Regions from separate parts of the Mus musculus genome. Here regions 1 and 3 are each linked to region 2. A link is a contact called in public Hi-C and promoter capture Hi-C data. All regions are on one chromosome and are shown on one strand. The core of a region is the stretch at or near the end of the contact, and the rest is flanking DNA. Distances in the headings are between cores, read along the strand shown.

Evidence for each region. Promoter capture Hi-C pulls out the DNA fragments that hold promoters and counts their contacts. Hi-C and Micro-C count contacts between places; a contact is called where the count stands out from the background.
Region 1: a promoter capture Hi-C map of stem cell-derived epiblast-like cells shows a contact between it and region 2, with 4 times the contacts expected there. The contact joins the promoter of Kcnk16 here to the enhancer-like site in region 2. A contact is called at or near these places in 19 of 39 promoter capture datasets (the 3T3-L1 cell line, 3T3-L1-derived adipocytes, the C10 cell line and 12 more), 1 of 484 Hi-C or Micro-C datasets (granulosa cells), 1 of 115 datasets of contacts at active chromatin or transcription factors (embryonic stem cells) and 1 of 9 other capture datasets (liver).
Region 3: a contact with region 2 is called in a Hi-C map of embryonic stem cells, with 1.9 times the contacts expected there. The contact joins two enhancer-like sites. A contact is called at or near these places in 5 of 39 promoter capture datasets (the 3T3-L1 cell line, cranial neural crest, liver and 2 more), 2 of 484 Hi-C or Micro-C datasets (both in embryonic stem cells) and 4 of 115 datasets of contacts at active chromatin or transcription factors (bone marrow-derived macrophages and embryonic stem cells).

What each region holds. Positions count from the first base shown.
Region 1 is chr14:20,267,045-20,271,129 of GRCm38.p6, forward strand. Kcnk16 (potassium channel, subfamily K, member 16) reads right to left here and starts at 2,225. Exons shown (of 5, transcript NM_029006.2): 1 at 1,906-2,225. The coding sequence starts at 2,118.
Region 2 is chr14:19,859,762-19,863,605 of GRCm38.p6, forward strand. No RefSeq gene overlaps it. Among named protein-coding and RNA genes, the nearest start is that of D14Ertd670e, 23 kb to the left of the region's middle. Within about 2 kb of position 1,525, at least 19 of the 459 cell types and tissues checked have an H3K27ac peak or open chromatin away from gene starts, as enhancers often do. A contact at or near this core is called in embryonic stem cells and stem cell-derived epiblast-like cells, where this site is marked.
Region 3 is chr14:20,215,855-20,219,450 of GRCm38.p6, forward strand. No RefSeq gene overlaps it. Among named protein-coding and RNA genes, the nearest start is that of Kcnk5, 36 kb to the left of the region's middle. Within about 2 kb of position 1,282, at least 32 of the 459 cell types and tissues checked have an H3K27ac peak or open chromatin away from gene starts, as enhancers often do. A contact at or near this core is called in embryonic stem cells and stem cell-derived epiblast-like cells, where this site is marked.

The DNA.
Region 1 (4,085 bases), core at 975-3,474, 410 kb after region 2:
GAGAAGTCTCAGGGCCTCAGCACCACCTGGTGAGCTCACCCAAAGTGCCTGAGTCAGCAGGTCTGGGTGGATGCTGACGCTTGCTCTCCTGACATGCTCTCAGGCGTTGCTGCTGGTGAGGGAGGGCCACAGACTCCACCTTAAAAATTCTCGCTTTCAGCAGTGCCCTGTCCTCACTGGGTGAGCTGGTTCATGGAATGAAAAGTAGAGAGCTCCCCAGCGAGAAGAATGGGTGTGAGTTCTGCCTCAGCCAGTGACTGTGCAGACTTGTCGACACCCTGCATCTCTCACCTGCAAGCTGAAGGCAGTGCTTGCAGTAAGCAACTGGGAAGAAAGCACCTGCAGGGTGCTCAGCCACAGGTGCTAAATGATGGTGGCCCAGAGCCCCGTCCCTACCAATGAATGCACATTCTCACTGTGCCAGCTTTGCTTGGCTTGTTGTTTGGTGTTCGCTAATACTACCTGTTCCACCTGTCTGTCCATCTTCTCAGTGCCCCACCTTTGCCCAAAATACCTAGTTTTGCTTTGTTTCTGAAAGAGAGGGAGGCAGGAGGAACCCAGGCAGGAAGTAAGACCACCTAGGGGTCCAGTTCTGGCAGCTTTCATCCACCCCACCTGGCCGCTGTCTACCAGCCCAGCTCGTTCTAACCTTTGTGTGTGTCTCTACCCAGGGAGATAGGCTGGGAGCCAGCCTATGGAGCAGCAGTCTGAGAAGTGGGCGAGTGTGAGAGGGGACATCTCTGGAGTGTTGAAGACTGACAGTTCATGTGTGTCGACTGCAGGTGCATTTTCTTTGTGGATGTACATGTGTCTATTCCCATTTGCTTATGTGCAGAGTTGTGTACGAATATGTTTGTGCAGGCGGCCAGGGCTCAACCACAGGTGTCATTCCACAGAGCCATCGGCCTTGTTTGGGTTTTGCCTTGAGACAGGGTCACTGAAATAGAGCTAGCCCTTTTGGTTAGGCTGCTCTGGCCTAGCCAGTGAGCTCTCAAGATCCACCTGTCTCCCCAACCCACCAACCCAATGCTGGGGTCACAGGCACTTGCAGCCATACCCAGAGATGTACATGGGGGCCAGGTCCCTCTACTTACAAAGTACTCTTTCCTACTAAGCTGTCTGTCTAGCTTTCCACCTTTCCTTTTCTCCTTCTTTCTTTCTTTCTTTCTTTCTTTCTTTCTTTCTTTCTTTTCTTTTCTTTTCTTTTTCTTTTTCTTTTTTTTCTTTTTTTTTTTTTGAGACTGGCTCTCTTACTGGCCTGAGGCTTGCCCATTTGGCAAGGCTGGCTGGCCATAGAGCCCAAGGGATCTGCCTGTCTAGGCCGTTCCAGTGTTGAGATTACAAGCCGCCATGCCTGACTTTTTTTTTTTAAATTACATTTTAATTAGTACATAACAGTGTGTGTGGATATGGGTGTGTTTATATGCATGTGGAAATGCATGTACCATTGTGTGCATGTCAAGATCAGAGGACAACTTCCAGGAGTTGTCTCTCCTTTCCCTATGTGAGTTTCAGGACTTGAACGGCAGCCATCAGGCTCTGCTCCGTGCCAAGTGCTTTTACTCGCTGAGCCATCTTGCCCGCCCACCTCTGGGGGTGTGGGGACATCTGGGTCTAGAACTCAGGTCCTTATATTTGTTTGGCAGATGCTTGGCTGAGCCAACTTCCCAATCCCAGATATATTTTTTCTTCTCATCTTACTGATGAGGACATTTAGGTTAAGTGACTGGCAAGGTCACATAACAGACCTGAGAATCGGGGCCCCGGACTAGATCTCTCCAGGCTCAAGCTTCCTCCACACTCTGCTTCCAAAGGGGAACCAACCTCTGGGTAGTGGCTCTGTTCCTGCCACTAGCCCCTCCATTGCCTCCCCACTCTTCCTGTCCCATTCTTTTGTACTCTCACCTGTACAAACTGCTCCAGGGCCTGCTGGTCTAGGCAGGTGTAGTTCTCTAAGAAGCGTAGCTTTTCCAGCTGGAACTGGTCCCTGGATTGAGCCTCTGCCTGCTTCTCCAGCAGCTGGAAGATGGTGGCCCCAAGCAGTAGGTAGCAGATATAGGCCAGAAGCAGGGGCAATACTTGGCCACCCCAGCAGCCGCAGACCCCAGCACGGGGCATGATGTGGCCAGGACTCTGCAGCAGCTGTCAGGGTGGCTGTGAAAGAGTTGGAAGAGGTGAGAGCCCCTGCCACTGCCTGCCCTGTCCTCCACCGCACAGGTGTCTGCGGCAGGGGAGTCTGTTTGAACAGTGTGGTGTGCAAACAGGCCTGCCATCCCCCACCCAGCCTTGTTTTTCCATGCAGAGCAGCAAGGCAGCAAATGCTTGGGCCCCTCAGGGACACCTATGAGCTCTTCCTGAGCTCATCTGGTCTTAGCTTCTGCTCCCAAGTGAGGCTGAGTGTCTGGGAGAGAATCTGATCAGGAGCCCACTCTGCTGGGACTGAAGGGATCTTGACAACTTCAGATTCCTCACTTGGGAAGGCTCTCGGCTCAAACACAGGAGGCTGGGAGGGAAGGCTCACGAGGGTGTGGGTTGCCCTTGCTTACAGAAGGGAATGGGGAGGATTGACCTGCCTATTGGGGGAACCTGGGACTGAGTAAACCAGAGTAAAACAAATCAAAGCAAAGTAAACAGGCAGATGACAGCCTTGCTTAGCAGCATTATCAATTGGTGCTACTGATACATGGACAGCCCTGGTTACCACCAGCTATCACTTTGGCCAATGGTTGGTCTTGTTTGAGACCCTTGAACAGGTTGTCTGAGGATGCTGAGCTCAGGAGATGAAAGTGGGGAGAAGACAGAACCGGACATGAGCCTCCACCCATATATTACTGTTGGTGACTCCTTTTTTTCCACAGGAGGACCCATAGTGCCTCGATTGATCTTTGGTAGATGCGACTACTTTACTGACATTATACAATAATTCACCTAACATACTGTGCATGTGTGCAGTTACTGATTTATTTTTTTCTTTTTAGTTGTTAGCTTAACCTTCAACAGCTGACCCGTCTCTCCAGATTTATCTATCTAGCTATCTATCTATCATCTATCTTCCTGTCTGCCTGCCTGCCTGCCTGTCTTGTTTTGGTTTTAAGACAAAGACTCAATGTAGCCCTGGCTGGGCTAGAGCACGGTATGTAGACCAGGCTGGCTTTAAATCCACACAGATCCACTATCTTCTGAGTGCCAGGATTAAAGTCATGTGACACCATGACCAGCTATCCCATTTTATTTATTTAAAAATATTTATTTAGCTTTATTTTGTGTGTATGGGTGTTTTGCCTGCATGTATGTCTGTGCAGCATGTGCAGGCCAGAAGAGGGTATCAGATCCCTTGGAACCTGAGCTGCAGGTGGTTGGGTGCTGGGAATGGAGCCTGAGTCTTCTAGAAGAGCAGATAGTGTGTGCTCTTAACCACTGAGCCATCTCCTCAGGCTTACTGTTTATTTCTTAATATTTATTTTTATATATGTGTGTGTTTGTGGGTGTGGATGCATGCATGTGTGGGTGGGTACCCATAGAGTCCAAGAGGGCGCCAAATGTCCTGAAGCTAGAATTACAGGCAGCTATGAGCTAACAAATGTGGGTACTGAAGTTTTAACACTGAAACACCTCTTCAGCCCACCCCCTATCTTCCTTTGAGACAAGATCTCATGGAGCTCAGGATGACCTCAAACTTGGCATCTAGCGGAGACTGACCTTGAGCTAATGCTCCTCTTGTTCTCCACATCCTTGGGGATGGGATTACATGTGTGCACTCCATGCTTGGTTTATAGGATGCTGGGGTCTAACCTAGGGCTTGATGAGCGCTAGGCAAGCATCCTACCAACTGAGCCACATCCCTAGCCTGTGTGTTTGGTGCCTGAGGCACTTAGCACAATCTTGTTTGCACATCCTTTTTTGTTTGTTTGTTTGTTTGTTTTGGTTTTTTGAGACAGGGTTTCTCTGTATAGCCCTGGCTGTCCTGGAACTCACTTTATAGACCAGGCTGGCCTCGAACTCAGAAATCCACCTGCCTCTGCCTCCCGAGTGCTGGGATTAAAGGCGTGCGCCACAACATCCGGCTTGTTCACATCTTGTTTGTG
Region 2 (3,844 bases), core at 275-2,774:
GCAATTTGAGTGCTAAGTAATTTCCATGTCAAAACTTCTCTTTTGATACATATTTTTGGTTGTGAGCCTAGCCTTTAACGGCTGAGCCATCTCTCCAGCCCTTGATACATATTTTTAATAAAATCTATCTATCTATCTATCTATCTATCTATCTATCTATCTATCTATCTATCACTGTTGTTGCTATTGTTGTATACAGAGTTTCTCTGTGTAGCCTTGGCTGGCCTAGAACTTACTCTGTAGACCAGGCTGGCCTCAAACTCAGAGTACCTCTGCCCCCTTGGGTGCTGGGATTAAAGGTGTATACCACCAGTGCCCTGCTCTTTTGAGAATTTTAATCATTATACTACAAACACCAGGTGAACTTGGCTATGGCTTTGGTTTGTTAACCCCTGATCTAAACCAACACTTAGCCCAACCTTCGAACTTCATCTGCAGTGTCTGTGTTTCTCTTCAGGAATACTTGGATAAATATTTGCTTCCTGGGCCCATGTAGAGATAGTCACCTCAAAAACAAACAAAACCCCAAACAAGAAAATTAAAAACAAACAAACAAAAATTAATCAAACAAACTACACCCCCCCACACACACACCACCACTACCACCACCACATTTCTTTGAGCACTCCAGAAAGAGAGGCAGATGGATCTCTGTGAGTTGGAGGCCAGCCTGGTCTACATTGTAAGTTCCAGGACAGTTAGTACTGTGTAGAGAGACTATGTTGTGGTAAATCTCCTCCCAAATATGCCCCGGCAATGACAACACAACTCAGTTAATATGAATACAAGCCATGCGCCTAGATTGGGCAGATCTACCGCTACACTACCATCTTCTCCTGAAAGTATAACAACGTAAAAACAGAATTCTAGGCCTTTAGGCCCAGGCTTGGGAATGTGGCCTTTGTAAAGGTATGCTAATCATAAAAGAGATAGCGACATTCCTCTACCCACCTGCTTCCTGGGTTCAAAGAGTGCTCATTCAAAGAAAGTCACCCTGGCCATTACCAGAACCTGCAATGCAAATGTTCTATTGTTAGGGGCTCTTAGAAGCTGTCTTGAGAGTTAACAATTACCAGGTATTCCTTGTGACTCTTGTAACTTTACACTTCCTTGTGACTCTTAACTGGTATCTTTGGTATCTTCCAACAACGCCCTCCCCACTTCCTTGAGTTTCTGGTTTCTTCCTTTAAATACCCCCTTACCCAGCTACTCGGAGCGCCAAGGTCCTCTACCCTGTGTGGTGTATGACCATGGGCCCGAGAGCGCTCTTGAATAAAAATCCTCTTGCAATTTGCAGCAAGACCCGTTTCTTGTGGGTGATTTTGGGGTGTCGCCTCTCCTGAGTCAGAATGTGGGGGAGCCCTCACATTGTGGGTCTTTCATTCCATCTTATCAGAACTTGAACTTAGAACTTGCAGTTTCTCCAGGCCATGTGCTTCTGCTCTGCTTTTCTTAGTCTTCTTCCTCCTCTACACCCTCTCCCTCTTCCATTTTCCCCTTCTTCCCTCCCCTACCTTCTGTTCCACCTTCCCTTTTATCTGCCCAATCATCAGCTCTCCTTTATTTTACAAATTAAGGTGGGAAGCAGGTCTACAGGAAATCACCTGAGTGGTGACTCATTCCTTGTTCACAACCACTCACAGGAGAACGGAATTAACATCCAATATAATGAGCCCCAGGACTATCTACCACAAGACTATGTCTCAAAGAACAAAACAAACGATCAAAAAGAAAAAAAAAGACTCTTTAAGGTGCCATTGTGTATTGGCTGAGCAGAGATAGCTTTTAAGGACTGGGACTGAGGAACGGAGAGATGACTCAGTGCTTCTGCAGAAGATCTAGGGTTCAGCTCCCAGCACCCACGTGACGGCTCCCAACCCCTTTGTAACTCCAGTTCCAGGGAGATCTGACACCCCTTTCTGGCCTCTGCAAACACTGCACACACATGATTCATATTCATACATGTAGGCAAAACACTCATGTGTATAATATATGAGTACATAAAAACTGGGACCCAGGTCGGGATTAATAGAAACGTGATTCTCAGAGAAAGCAGAGTTAACTGCTCCCCTGGCATGAATATCTACTGTAGGATGTGCTTGGGGTGTAGCATGCCCTCTGGTGTCCTGGTACAGAACTAAGGGAGGAGAGAAGATGCTGTTTGAGGCACTGATTGAGGCAATGGAGGTTTTTGTACAAGTGACTCAACTTTTCTAGCTTGTATATCACACTGAAAGGGAATATTACCCATTGGGGCTCTGTGAAGGAGTACAGATACGTTAGAAACTTTCACCCTGGCAAAGTACCTGACAGAAACAGCGGAAAACAGGAAGGACCTATTTCTGCTCATGGTTGCAGAAAATTGAGCCCACAGTATGCTAGGTTGGTTCTGTGGCCAGCTAGTGGAAGCATGTTCAGGCAGTTTCTTGCTTCTTGGTGGACAGGAAGCAGAAAGTCAGTCTAGGCAGAAACAGGTATAGCCTTCAAAGACAGTCTCTCAGTGACCTACTTCCCAGGCCCGCCAAAGTTTCCACAGCCTTCCAAAATGGTGTTACTAATTAGGGACCAACTGTTCAACCATGAGCCTGTTGGGGTATTTCATATTAAAATCTTCAAGTAGGCACTTAATCCATGCTAATATTTAGTATCAAGAGTTAGAGGGAAAACCCCCAAAATGCCCGTGTATAAGAACCAAGATAGGAGCTATGGATTAGAATGGAACAAGAAGATCTTAAGATAAAATGTATACCAGCCCCTCTGCCTTACCTCTGGTTTATAACTGGAGGGGAAATCCTAGGTTTTAGTACAAAACGGGCTAGGCAAGAGTGCCTAACCTTTTGATGGTGACACCCCAAAGTCAATTATAAACATCACACAGAACTATGCAGTCTGGTTACAGATAAACGAGTAAACCATAAAAGCCCTTATAAGGCTTAAAGTGAGTTTATCATTTCGTCATTTTGTGTTGAGCCTTATCCGTCACTCTCCTTGGCTGCATGTGACCCATGGGGCCATGGGCAGTACACACATGGCTCCCAGACTGATTAGCTCTTATTGGAGGAACTCTATACCTTGCTTGCCCTTAAGCTCTTTGCTAGCTTCTGACGTAGGCCACTGATAACAAGGTGAAATGGTTCTTACTTGAGCTGTACAACTGAATTCTGCCTGAAGAAGCTCGCCTAGTTGTGTCCCCTTTATGAACAAAGCCAGTTTTGCTTCCCTTTGCAGATTCATCAGTATTCCAAATCTATAAATGTCTCTGCCTCTGACTTCCATTTTTGAGCTCATTATGACATCTGCTTAATTTACTTATTAATAATGAGTTAAACAAAATCTTTGATATGTGTTCTTTCAACTCTTATGTCAGCCATGATTTTGTTGTTGTTGTTGTTGTTTTGCACAGAAAATTATCCCTTAATTTCCTGCTTAATTATGAACTTGAAATCAGAGATGTTTTCCAAGAAAGCCTTTAACAGCATCCTAGAAGACAGTCCAACACATTACCCCTTTCTCTCTTAATCATCTTCTCTTCTAGCTGGGCCTAATGGTGCATGCCTTTAATCCCAGCACTCAGGCCAGTTCAGGCCAGCCAGGTCTACATAATGAGTTCTAGCTCAGCCAGTGCTATATAGTAAGATCCTGTGTCTTAGTTTGGGTTTTATTGCTGTGAAGAGACACCATGACCATGAAAACTCTTATAAAGGAGAACACTTCATTGGGCCTGGCTTACAGTTTCAGGTTATGAGTCCATTATCATCATGGTGGGAAACATGGCAGCATCCAGGCAGACAAGGTGCTAAGTGGAACTTAGAGTTCAACATCTTGACCCATAGGATACAGAAGA
Region 3 (3,596 bases), core at 32-2,531, 360 kb after region 2:
CCTTGTTTGCTTTTCTGCTGCCGTGATAAATACTATGACCAAAAGCAACCCAGGGAGGACAGGTTTATATCATCTTACAGCTTGAAGGGAAGTCAGGACAGGAACTCAGGGAGGAACCTGGGGGCAGAAACTAAAGCAGAAGCCACGGGAAACGCTGCCTACGGGCTTGCATCCTGTGGCTGGCTCAGCCTGCTTGTTCATTACCATCAAGAACTCCTTGCCTAGGGCTGGCAGCACTCACAGTTGGTGGGGCCTTTCCATATCTATATTCATCAAGAAAATGCCCACAGAGTTGCCGACAGGCCAGTGTTACAGAGGCATTTTCTCAATTGAGATTATCCTCTTCCCAGATATGTTTGTGTCAAGTTGACAAAAACAACCAGCACAACACCCCGGTACCACCTGTCCAGGGGTGGCACTGCCCATAGTGGGCTGGACCCTCCCACAAGAAACCATCCCCACAGATTTGCCTACAGGCCAATCTGATGGCAATCCCTCAGCTGACAGTCTTTCTTCCTAGATGACTCTACCTTGGTTTTTTTTGGTTTGGTTTGGTTTGGTTTGGTTTTTGGTTTTTCAAGACAGGGTTTCTCTGTATAGCCCTGGCTGTCCTGGAACTCACTTTGTAGACCAGGCTGGCCTCGAACTCAGAAATCCACCTGCCTCTGCCTCCCTAGTGCTGGGATTAAAAGTGTGCGCCACCATGCCCAGCATGACTCTACTTTGTATCAAATTGACAAACAAACAAACCTCACAAAAGACAAATGCTAACAAGTACTGCCCCATTCTTTTACATAGCTGCAGGGTCCTGTTGTTTAAATACAGCATCATTTCCAACTAGTCCCTACTGGTGGGCATTTAAGTTGTAACCAACTATTGTAGGCTTCTGTAAACAGCCTACAGGTGCCATTTTGCACGTCTAAGGTCTGTAGGATAAATTTGTCTCAGGACACCTCAGGCTCGTGGGTCTTAGACATTGGTTCTGTTTGTGTGTTTGCTTCCGGTGTGGCTGACTCATTGTTTTCTGTGTGTCTGGGATGTTCTTGGCCTTTATGGCTCAGTTCTTAAGACGGGACCGTGAGATGAGGTGGCTTGGGACAGTGGGGGCCCTTGGAGGAGCCTCTGATGGGAAATGACAAAGTGCTGGGCTGTGAGTGGGTTGGTAGTGGAAAGGGATGGGGTGAGACACCGCACACTCAGAAGTCTGAAAGGAGTCAGCCAAGACCTAGGCCTGATTCAATCAACCTGGACCAGAATGAGGGTGGGGCTCCTCTCTGGAGGCATCTCACTTTTCCACTGCCTAGAGTGATTCAGAGCAGGACAGACCCCCACCCCATCCCCACCCCCAGGGTGGGCTTTGCCAGCCTGGCCTGGGGGAAGCTTCTGCCCGGTTTCTGTGGAGTGGGACAGAACTGTGTGTGGGATGACTACCCACTGTCCAGTTTAAAACCGAGTCTACACCTACACTTCCTTTTAGTGTGTGTGTGTGTGTGTGTGTGTGTGGTGAGCACATGTATATACATGCACGTGCCAGAGAGCACAGATAGAGATCTGAGGAGCAACCTTGAGTATTAGTGTTGAGGTTAGGTCTGTTGCTACATATTGTAATGCTAATTCTGTACCAAAAGGTCTAGGCCTCGGAGTGAATTCTCTCAGTTACAGACTTTTGTTGTGCAGATCTTGTTCCTTGTTTAAAAAAAAAAAACTATTAAAAAAATAATTGGCTACAGACAATGACTGGAAGGATTAGAGGTAAGTGGGTTTTGAGTTACAAGGTTGGGGGTAGAGAAGAGAAAGCAGAGACCAGGAGGAGAAGGAAGAACAAAAAAAAAAAAAAAGAGGAAGCCATCATGAGAGGAGATGGACCATGAGCCTGTGGCCAGGAGAAACAGCAAGTATCTGGGGTACACTGCTGGGGAGGCAGCCAGGTCAGCAGTTAGAAAAGTACCTTAGGGGTTACTCCCCAGTAATTATCAAAGCCAAATAAAACAAATCAGAGCCTGGGTCTTACTTATCTGTCACCTAGTTGAGGATAAGTTTAAATTGGTTGTACTACATGTTAGTCCTCATCTTCCAACTTGTTGGCTTTTATTGATTTATGTACTCATTTAGGTATTTATTCATATATTTATTTATCTATTTATTTTTGTTTAAAATATTTTTAATTGAAAATAGTTTATTCTATACAATATTGTTTAATTATGGTTTTCTCTCCCTCAACTCCTCCCAGTTCTTCCCCACCTCCCCCCATCCAGATTGACCTCTTTTCTGTCTCTCCTTAGAAAACTGGGAGGTAGGCATGGCGACACAAGCCATCTCAAAGATCCATAGAGTGAGCTCCAGGACAGTCAGAGCTACACAAAGGAACCCCAAAATAAACACAGAAGAGAAAATAAAATTAGCAGGCATCTAAGGGGTTGTAGTATAATAGTATGTAATGTAATAATATGATAAAAAGAAAAAACAAGCCAGTTGAAATAGAAAGAAACAAACAGAAGGAAAAGGGCCAAAGAAAAATCACAAGAAACACATAGACACAGAGGCACACACAGCCACACCCATGGGAATTGTATAAAAACACAACACCAGAAGTCACAATATATACTCAAAGGGCCTGTAAGGTTTAAAAGGAAAAAGAAAAAAAAAAAAAAAAAAGCCTTGACAACATTCTCAGACACAGAACTCCCGAAGATGCTCTTGAGTTCGTTTTCTTGTTGGCCATCTACATCTGGGCATGTGCCCTACCTATCCTCAAAAGCAGTGTTTAGATCCAGATATCCACCAACAAATGAATAGATTTAAAAAAAAGTGCATTTACATAAAGAAAGTTTACTAAGCTGTTAAAAACAAATGAAAATATGAAATTTGCAGGTAAATGGATGGAACTAGAAAAACAAAGTCATCCCGAGTGAGGTAATGTGTTCCCAGAAAGACAAACATGGTGTGTATTCAAAATACTTATATGTGGATGTAGATGCTAGCTGTAAGGCCAAATGAGACCCAACTGCAATCCACAGAACCACTGATTAGGTAAGAAAGGGACCGGGTGACAGGGATAGATCTCCCTAGGAATGGAAAATAAAATAGATAGTTATAGATGAATGAGACAGGAACAGGCTGGAACTCGAGTATCAAAAGGGGAGGGAGGGAAGAAGGGAACAAGAGAAGTGAGTGATACGGGGAAGGAGAGCTGAAATTAAGGAAGGAGTCATACAGAAACCTGATACAGTAGAAGCTTCCTGAGATATACACATATATGAAGGTGCAATAAATGAAATTGCCAAATAACAGGGAAGACAGAGCCCCAACTCTTGTCACCAAATGGAAATTCCAGTACTTGGAATGGCTTATATCTGATTTAATTGTTGACCCAAAAGGTTCCATGGGAACCTCCAAACAACCCAGGTTATTGCCAAGGTCACTTTTCGAAAATTGACAGCAAGAATCTATTGTTGAAGACAATACCTCCACTGTTGTTCACTTTACACAGAGAGAGCACGCTGGTGCCCACTTACAGCCTTGACCCTTATGGGCCGGTGTTATTGGGAGCAGAATGCACTCTGCATTCTACCTACCCAAGGAGAAAGGTAAACACC